Linked DNA regions of Capra hircus: region 2 is linked to region 1. Evidence: chromatin contacts called from public Hi-C data. All regions are on one chromosome and are shown on one strand. The core of a region is the stretch at or near the end of the contact, and the rest is flanking DNA. Distances in the headings are between cores, read along the strand shown. Region 1 overlaps C18H16orf95. Region 2 holds the start of MAP1LC3B (microtubule-associated proteins 1A/1B light chain 3B).

Region 1 (5,052 bases), core at 1,759-4,258:
CCACCGCGGGGAGATTCATCACACGGGCCCTACAAGGCCAGTGTGGTTTCATTTTGGGGGTCAGTTCCTAGTAATTGCTTTTCTCTTTGCTTTCTAGCCAGCTTTTTTGGGTATGAAGTTGGAATCAACGGCTACTGTCAAGAACATCAACAAAAATGTCCATCCTCCTCAAGGTCTTTAACAAAAGCCATCAAATCAGGGAGAGTCTGTGATAGTCGCTGTTCTCTCAGTCAATGCAAGTTATTTATCATCAGGTGATTTTTAGTTGTAGTGGAGTTGCTGTGAATGTGGGTGAGATTCCATTATGAATATGATCAATAAATGTTATTTGTGAAATTCTTAAAGTGATCACTTTAAAAAAAATGATTTCCTCAGATTTTCCTTTGTGAGGGTTGGGCTCGTTCTCCACCTCTGTGTCCCTGTGGGCGGGGGGCCATCTCTGAACTTCTCTTCTCTTTGCAAGGACAGGAGATCCTCTGGATGTGGATCCTGAAACGGCTTTAGCATCTGTTTCATGTGGGTCTCACTTTAAGTAACATAAAATTGTATGCAGTTTGTATTTTTAAAAACTGAGATATTGTTCACATACCATAAAATTTACCTTTTTTGGAGTGATTTAGTTTTTTTTTTTTTTTTTTTTTGCTTTATTTACAAGGTTGTACAATTGCCACTGCTACCTAATTCCAGACATTTTCACCCCTAAAAGAAACTCTATACCTATTAAGCACTTACTCCTTGTTCCCTTCTCTCCTCACTCCTGGAAACCACTAACCTACTTTCTCACTTTTCCGATTTTATATAGATGGAGTATGTATCCTTTGTATCTGGCTTGTTTTCATTTGGCATAATTTTTTCAAGTTTCACTCACACTGTAGCTTCATTCCTTTTTTTATGGCTGGATAATAAGCATTGCAAGGACAGACCACATCTTGTTTACCTGTTCATCAGTTGGTAGACATTGGGTTACTGATACTTTTGGGGTATTATTAATAATGCTGCTGTGAACATTTATTTATGACTTTGGTGTCAGCATGTTTCATGTCTCTTGGGTATGTACCTGGGAGTGCTGCGTCATATGGTAACTCTCCTTAATGTTTTGAGGAGCTGCTTCAAGTTTCCATGGTGGAAAACACTGCCTCATTTTATTTGTTTATTTATTATTATTATTTTTTTAAATTTAAGTTTATTTATTATTATTATTTTTATAGCAAAGTTAAAAAAAGAACTTATTTTGGTTGCTCTGAGTCTTCAGTGCTGTGTGTGGGCTTTTCTCTAGTTCTGGTGAGCAGGGGTTATTCTTCAGTGCAGTGTGCAGACTTCTCATTGCAGTGGCTTCTCTTGTCATGGAACGCAGGCTCTAGAGCGCACCGGCTTCAGTAAGGCACACAGGCTCACTAATTGTGGCTCTCAGGCCCCAGAGCCGGCGGGTTTCAGTAGTTGAGGATCACAGGCTTAGTTGCTCTGCGGCATGTAGAGTCTTCCTGGGCCAGGGGTTGAGCCCATGTCCCCCGCACCGGCAGGCAGGGGGTCCCTGTGCACCGTTGTCCATCTCATATTCCCCCATCAGTGCGTGAGCTCTCTGATTTCTCTGTGTCTGAAGAGACGGTGTACTCAGGGTGTTGCCATGAATGCTAGTTGTGGGGTGACTCTTGCCTGTGGTTTCTGCTCAGGTCAGCGTGGGACCCGCTCTGCAGACACAGGTGTAGTGATGTTTCTGAGTGCTTCTGTGATGCGACCCCACCATGCAGCAGTGACAGGGCCTCCCTTCCCCACACCTGCACCGGGCATGCCTCCTCCCCTGAATCTCTGCCAATGTGAGAGGTAAAGCGTGCTGTTGCTGTGGCCTTTTAACTGGCATTGCTTAATTGAGGTGTGAGCAGCTCCTCATATGTTTGCCAGCGTTTGTGCTGCGTCTGCTGCAAGTGGTCTGTCCACCGCCTTCGCCATCCCTTCTGCCATCTCACGTGGTTCCAGCTGAGGACAGCTGATGATGCCAGTTACTGTACTTAAAGCAAGACAGAAAAGCGAGGCATCTTTAACTGGAATGTCCTTGGACTTCAGAGTGCAGTTCTGGGGGCTGAGCTCATGGTCAAAGGTGTGTGTGAAGCATGGAAAGTCAGCCAGGCATAAAGCAAAGCACATGCTAATGTGTGTGGGTCCCTGAGTCACTAAAGTTTATGAGCTGGGATGGTAAAGTACGAACCCTCATGGGCCTCCGATTGTCATCAGTTGACACAATTGGGACCTGAGACATGCTGTTTCATAGACATAGCTTTCTTCCTCAGGAGGTCTGACTCTACAGAAACTGAAAGCAAAGAGATGGTCAAGTGGTGACTGTGCTAGGAAGAAAGGCAAAGCAGAAAAAAGATGGGTGGTGATTGGGTGGGGCCCCTCTCTGAATAGGAGACGCTGGGCGGAGGATTGAGTGGGGCGACAGTGGGGACAGAGCCCCAGACTGTGGGGCGACAGGTGCAAAGGCCCTGAGGATGGATATGGGTGGAGTATGAGGAAGCTTAGAAGCCCAATGTGACTACAGCAGAGAGTGAAGTGGACTGTGGTCAGGGATGGCGGTCTGGAGGTTAGCTCAGGCCTGGTCCTGAGGTCTTGGCATCATTTGAGGGTCTCAGGGTTTATTCTGACTTGGAGAAGCCCTTAGGAAGAGCCTGGACTGTGGCCCCAGGCTGGCTTCTAACCTGCTCCCTTTGGTGGCCATGCTGAGGACTGACTGAGGAGGGGCAGTCTCGCTACCTCGGAGGGTGGGAATGAGCCTGAGCTCCTAGTGTGTACTGAGCATGGAGACAACAGGATTTGCTGGTAGATTGGCTGGGGTGGGAGAGCAGCAACGGAAGGAGTGGGTGTGGTGGGCACTGTGGAGGAGCCACGTAGAGGTTGCTGACATCGCTGTCAGAACTGCGTCTGCATGGAAGGGGGAGCTGTGGCTGGAGGGGTAAGTTTGAGTCACCGTCTGGCTTGTTTTGGAACCCTGGGGCTGGATGCAGTCACCTGGGAGTTGATGTGGGTGGGGAGGATGGAGAGTGCGGCAAAAGGGGGGCCAGCTCCTGTGGGTCCTGCCACCTGCCTGCTCCGGGTCATCCAGGGCACCAGCAGATACACCTTCTCTACCACTGGGATTTCTGGATGGCAGAGTTGAGACTACATGCCAGGCTGAAAGACTGTCATCTGGTCACTAAAATGATACTGTTCAGTTCAATTCAGTCACTCAGTTGTGTCCGACTCTGCGATCCCAGGAATCGCAGCACGCCAGGCCTCCCTGTCCATCATCACCTCCTGGAGTTCACTCAGACTCACGTCCATCGAGTCAGTGATGCCATCCAGCCATCTCATCCTCGATCGTCCCCTTCTCCTCCTGCCCCCAGTCCCTCCCAGCATCAGAGTCTTTTCCAATGAGTCAGCTCTTCGCATGAGGTGGCCAAAGTACTGGAGTTTCAGCTTTAGAATCATTCCTTCCAAAGAAATCCCAGGGCTGATCTCCTTCAGAATGGACTGGTTGTGATTGACATGTTGCATAGCAATAAAAATGGGATCTGATGTTGTTACCCCTCCCCTCTCCCTAGCTTCTTCCCCCTCCTCCTCTCCCATTTCCTCTGCCTCCTTCTCTCCCCCTTTTACCCATTTTTTCTCCGTCCGCTCCTCCCAGTCTTATTTCTGGGTAATCTTTTTGCCATCAGTGATCATGTACAAGAGGCTCTCTACAGCCTAGGAGGGCCAGCTTCAGGATCTCACGGTCTGTGTCCTCCTGGTGCAGAACTGTGGAGAACCCCCTCCCCTCCATTACCACCACCGAGGGGTTGCCATGGACAGCGGTGCCTGGCGGGCTATAGTCAGTCCATGGGGTTGCAAAGAGTTGAACATGACTGAGCTACACACTTAATGGTAAAGGTGGTAAATTTTGTTTGTGCATTTTACCATAATAAAAAATTAAATGGAAACAAAGCTGAAATCATTGGTATTTACCATTGGTGTCGATCATTTGCTTGTTGTGCTCACAGCTGTTGTCAACTCTGAGTGTTGTAGTCTGTGTCTCGTGCAGCCTAGGGGACCTGAGGGCTGGGAGCTAAGAGCATGTTGGTGGAGTCAGGTAATCTCCAGGGCAGGGGGATCCTGTTGAATTGCTCTGCATGTTTTACGAGGTGCCTACTATGTGCTAGGGGTCGTGCCAGCCACTCATGTGGTTCCAGCACCCAGTGTGAGGCCTCTTAATTGGCTTCGAATGTAGCTGTGGTGTTCTGAGCCGCTTAACGACCTTGGGTAATGAGGTGTCTCAGGTTCAATATTTGTTTAATGCTTTATTCATGGGCACAAAACAGTGGTAACATTAACTTCAGGGGGAACTTTAATGATGTATGTGTTTGGTGAAGTCCCCAGCTCCCGACCCTTAAGGTGCTAGATCTGTTTGGGGCCATGTGAAATGTTTTGCATCACTTACAAGAAAGAAAAAAGAGGTGCTGTTTTTCTTTGGGAAAAGATGAGGTATTTCACAGCCAAACCTTGTTCTCCTGTGGAACATTTGTCAAAGACTGCAGAAAGGAAACACATGGAAATTTCCAACACTTCTTCTAAAGGAAGGAGTTGGACTTGTCGCATCCCATCCACCTATTTCCCCGTCTACTCACCTGTCACAGGCTGAGGCCTGCTCTGTCCCACCAGTTCTGGGGTCAGTGTGTGTGTGCAGCCAGCTGGATGAGGCCAGTGATTTCATCTTTCTGAGACTTGCCAAGCGAGGCTTTGTTTGTGACAGGCTTGGTGACTAGCCCAAAGCCTGGCCTAGAGCAAGCAAGCCTTCAATGCATGTAGTCAAGTTGTAGCCATGACCAATAATAATAGTAATATATTCTGAGATAGGCACTGTTTTCACCCCATGTTACATATGAAACTGAGGTAGAGCCCTCTGGTTCTGTTTCCTCTTAGAGTACAGGTGTGAAATGTGCAGGAGTCTGGCCAGGCTGGACCCTTGGAGCTGCTCCTTGCTGCTTGAATGGCTGTGACTTCCAGATCCCTGGGTACCCCCAAGAGCCTGGGATCCAAGGGCCT
Region 2 (4,793 bases), core at 1,564-4,063, 74 kb before region 1:
ATCCCACCCATCCAGGAGTGACATAGCTTAAGCTCAGGGAGTGTTATCTAGGTATTGGCATAAACCTCACTCTTCAGTCTACCTGTTAGAGTAACTGGAGTTATTTATTCTAGACCACCACATCAACTTCTGAGACAACGCAGACCCATTTTGTTATTGATGGTGAAGCTTAAGATCTAGATTTAACATTGACTCTCAGCAGATTATGTCTAGGAAAACAGATCTGTTATTAAACTAGGGCAACCCAAAAGAAACTAGAGTGAAATTATGACATTTGAGAAAACGGAATCCAAAAATATTTGCTCAAGTATAACTTTAAAGTTCACAAAATTATGCAAAATATTTGTAAGGACACACCACTGCCTCTTGACTCAGTGCTAGTCCACTTCATGTACTGGCTGCCTCTTGGAGGATGGGAAGAATTCTTACCCGAAGGGCTGAAGGACAAGTCCAGACTGTGCCACTAGGCGGACCATGATCTCCACCTCTCAGGGCCCCACCCAGTTTCCTTGGCTACAAAAGGAAGTAGTTGTTTTGGGTGAGCTCTAAGATTCAACCCTGGTAGAATATATCGTATCAGAGCTATACTCAATTTTTAATTAACCCAACTCACTCACTTGGGAAGAGTACTTATTGCTCAAGCTAACTGGGGCTGGTCTTAGGTTCTACAAAAAAGGTATCTCCAAAGAACTGATTTGACTCATTTACTGTGCTACAAAAAAATTATCAGTGCTGATTATCATGATCAATAGCAAGGAAAGGCAATAGCCATTAAATGATATATTCTTCTGCAAAATGACTTTTAAGCCCTTTAAAAAAAAAAAGGAGAGGGTAATACTAGTTCTTATAACAAGGAGAAAATATACCTTTTTTATTGATGTTAGTTGAACCTACTGTAGTTGTCACTGCACAAGATACGTAAACCAAGTCACCACGCTGAATACCTTAAATTTACACAGTAATGAATGTCATTTCTCAATAAGAGTACAAAAAAAAAAAAACCACAAAAACGAATCAAGAGTCAGGAGACAAGGAGAAAAAAAAAGGACTGGTAGTAAATCAAGGTGAACAAAGAGGAAAGCCCACAAATACAGTATATGCAACACACACGAATGGAGAAAAAGGAAGGCATTCCTGCTGGTTTACCCTGAGGGCCACGGGCACCAGGTGAATTCCTTCTAATTCATTATTTTATTGTCATTTATTTCCACTTTTATTCTCATTATTCCTCACTTTTCCTACTCTTACTACCTACTCTTCTTCGTGGATTTTTCTAGATAACCTAAAAGTACTCTAAGCAAAAAGAAAGTTAACTATAGTATCGGGGTCATGAGAAAACGGGCATCTTTCCCATACAAACGTCCCCAGTTAACTTTTAATGCCAGTCAGTAAGGACAGAAGCCAGGTACAATGGCAAATCCGCTCCAAATCTGCTCCCAGGGCTGCCCAAAAACTAATATTCACGAATATCTTAGTTCACAAAGGTCACTATAGAAAAAATTTATTAAAAAAAAAAAGACAAGACAAGACACCTCTAAATCTTGCTAACCAGCCAACTGCTTCAAGAGGCTGAAAGGATATGCTCTTCAGATCAACATGAATTTCATTTTTGGAGTTTCTCAGGCACAGGAAATAATTATCGATAATGAGATCTACAAAACCATATCCAGGTTCAAATGAACGCTTGTCTCTTTTCCAGACTCCAGGAAACTAGACCAAAGTAGACAGCAGATATTGCTCAAGATCCTAAAGAAGATTAAGACAGGAAGGAACGCTGGTCCCGCCCTACTCCACCTGGCCTGAGATAAACAAACAAGCCCTACACAGGGGATATACAAGGAGGCCACGATGGTATTGCCGCACTGTTTTGCTTTAAAAGGAGCACCAATCACTTCCTTCCCATCGGTTTTGTGCAGGAGTAAGTATTGTGATGGTGTTACTTTCGGTTTCCACCAAACACCAGCATGCTAAGTAGGGAGTCCAGCCCGAATTGGGAAAGAACGGATTTGCCGCTGGTGTCAAAGAATGCTGTCGCTAGCCAGTGAGAAAAAGAGCCACCCACCCTCTCGCTTGTGCCACAAATAGGACCAAGACGTCGCAGCCACGCGGGGCTGCAGGGGAAGGGGCGGGCATGAGGACCCCTCTCCGTGGAGGTACTGACGTCTGAAGGGACCATGTATGACCCAGACGTGCACCCGCGGTGCCACCACCTCTGAGAATCCGGCCCGGCTCTGGGCCAGACTCCCCCACAAGGACTGCACCCCCGCGCCACTAGCGCTCGTCTTGTCGGAGGGCCCGAACACCCCGGGGTTGGAGCGCTGACGGCCCCGAGCTCACAGCCCGCCGGCCGCCCGGGCCGAAAGGTGATTCAGCAGCTCCCAGCCAGCGCGCCCTCGGCCCCTCAGACCCCCAGGCCCGGCGGCCCTCGGCCCGTCAGGCTCCCTGCCTCGACTCCCTCGGCCGCCCGGGCCCGGCCTTCCCGCAGCCCCCGCCTCAGCTCGCCTCGGCCCCTCAGCCCCGTAGCCCTCCGCCCGTCCGCCCTCTCCGGAGCCCCTCAGCTCGGCCGGGCCCCGCTGCCTCGGCCCCGAAGCCCCCGCCGGCCCTCAGACAGCGTCCGGCCCGCGGCACCCACCGAAGGTTCGGCGCTGTTTGAAGGTTTTCTCGGACGGCATGGCGCTGCACGCTGGGTGGGGGCGGCGAGTTGGAGGGTCCAGGCGGCGGCGGAGGCGGCGACAGCTCCGACGGTGGCGACAGCGACTTCTCTTGTGTCTCCTTAGCCCGCAGCCGCGTCAGGTGACCTGCGCGGCGTCCCGGGAGGCGGGGCCAGGGGCGGGCCGCGGCGGCCGCCATGGCGGGCGTGGCGGAAGCGGGCCGCGCGCAGCGGCCGGGGCGGGGTCGAAGCGCGTGAGTGGCGAGGAGCGAGCCGCGCGCGTGCGCAACGGGCCCGGCCAGGGCTCGCGGGAGCGAGTGGGCGCGCGGCGACCGGCGATGGGCCCGGGGAGCGCGAGCCAGGAACCTGGCCGTCCCCGCGGGCACGTTCCCGGCGGACGCGCGGTGCTGCTCCCCTGGCAGAGCTGCAGGGGCGCGGCCTCGCTCCTGTTCCCGTGCGGGTTACGGTGGCCAGCGATGTTTCCACAGGAAAATAAAGGCCTGTTGTGCCCCTGCCTTCTGAGAGCTCACAGCTGGAAGCTGCTGGTTCTTTTCCGTCGGCGGCTTTTTGTGTCTTTGTTGGCTTTCCACGTCAAGGACATCTGTTTTCTTTTCTAAGGAAACTGTCAACTGATAACTTCCATCACACATTGTCCCAACTGGGAAAAGAGCCAAAACTGCGTTGTTTCAGGTTATGGTCAGTCGAGTCTGGCTTTGGAGAAAGTCGGTGCCCTGGGCTTGACATTCAGCCTTAGGTGACTTGTGGGGTGGAGGGGGCCCCGGGCATCACCTGCAATGGCAGGGCACCTGCCTGTCCGCACTTGGCAGAGTTCACTACCTTTCACTGTTCTCGGCTCTTCTCTTAAATAGGGAGCCTTACCCATATTCAGTCCTCACAGGCTTTCGGTGACCAGCTAGCGGAACTACCTTGAATACCTAACCGTTTTTCTCAGTCTCAGACTCATTTGTACTATATTTGAGAACTCCAGGTGTTTTCCGAGGAGCAGATGGAAGTGACCTGGTAGAATACAGATCTCTTATGAAGCATTTAGTGAGCAAGTCAGTTATTGCCCAGTTCAAACATCTAATAAACAGGTATGTGAATAAACAGCACTTGATTCTTTGATTGGTTTTGCTTTTTAATATCTTGGACTTTGAAAGTGTTCTCCCCTTTTTTGAGTTTGAAAAAAGCCTTTCTTATAATATCTGTTTGATAAAGTCTTTGGATTGTGCTAATGAACATTTATTATACAAACATACAGAACCTACTAAAACACAGCTCTCAAAAGGGTTTCAGTGCAGCTGGAATTTCTTCCTTTGCAGAGAAGCCGAGTCTGCTGTATAATTACCCCCACTGCCAGAACAGTGATGGTAGCTGTGGCTCTCTACTGTGTCACCGTTCACAAAAGAACACTGTATTGTGTGTATGTCACTTTCCCAGGTTCCCCACCCCCCTTTCTGTCACAGTTCTTTACCTTGAAAAATCTCTGATAAGGTACAGTTAATAAAGAGGACTTAGGGATTTTCTTGGTGGTCCAGTGCCTAAGACTCCATGCTCCCAGTACTGGAGGCCTGGGTTCTATTTCTGGCTGAGGAACAAGATCTCACATGGCGCAACTAAGGGTTCATAATGCTGCAAGATCATAACTCAAAGATCCTGCCCGCTACAGCTAAGACCTGGCATGGTCAAATAAAATTAGCAAATAAATTTTTAAACAACAAGACTATATAGAATCCAATTAAAAAATAAAGAGGACTTAAACATTCTATCTGGTTTCCAAAGGAAGGTTTTAAGCTCCATGGGCATTCTTAGTATTTTTGTATTTATTCTGCAAAGATTGGGATGGGGGGAATCCTGTAAGAGTACCTACCTTCTGCCAAACACAAAATGATCAGTTTCAAAGTCTCCATGAGAGTGTGGACGGTGTATTGCTTTCTTTTCTGGGTTTTTATGATATTGAGTATTGACTGGTGAGTGCTTTTTTGGCTTAATTGCTACCTTGTAAGAAATGGACTTTTTGTTCCCTTGCTGGACAACTGCTCCCAATGCAAGAAGAGTGAAAAAAAAATCGATATCAGGCATATGGAACTGGGGGGAGGGTAAGAAGGGTTTCATATTTTCTAGTCCCTTAGGCATCCATAAA

Evidence for each region. A called contact is a pair of places that touch in the nucleus more often than the background predicts.
Region 2: a contact with region 1 is called in a Hi-C map of liver, with 2.4 times the contacts expected there. The contact joins the promoter of MAP1LC3B here to the enhancer-like site in region 1. A contact is called at or near these places in 3 of 5 Hi-C or Micro-C datasets (blood and liver).

What each region holds. Positions count from the first base shown.
Region 1 is chr18:14,294,002-14,299,053 of ARS1.2, reverse strand. It overlaps C18H16orf95, which reads left to right. Exons shown (of 6, transcript XM_018063264.1): 6 at 98-310. The coding sequence ends at 116. Among named protein-coding and RNA genes, the nearest start is that of C18H16orf95, 14 kb to the left of the region's middle. Within about 2 kb of position 3,008, at least 1 of the 5 cell types and tissues checked has an H3K27ac peak or open chromatin away from gene starts, as enhancers often do.
Region 2 is chr18:14,367,972-14,372,764 of ARS1.2, reverse strand. It overlaps MAP1LC3B (microtubule-associated proteins 1A/1B light chain 3B), which reads right to left and starts at 2,813. Exons shown (of 4, transcript XM_018061829.1): 1 at 2,633-2,813. The coding sequence starts at 2,672.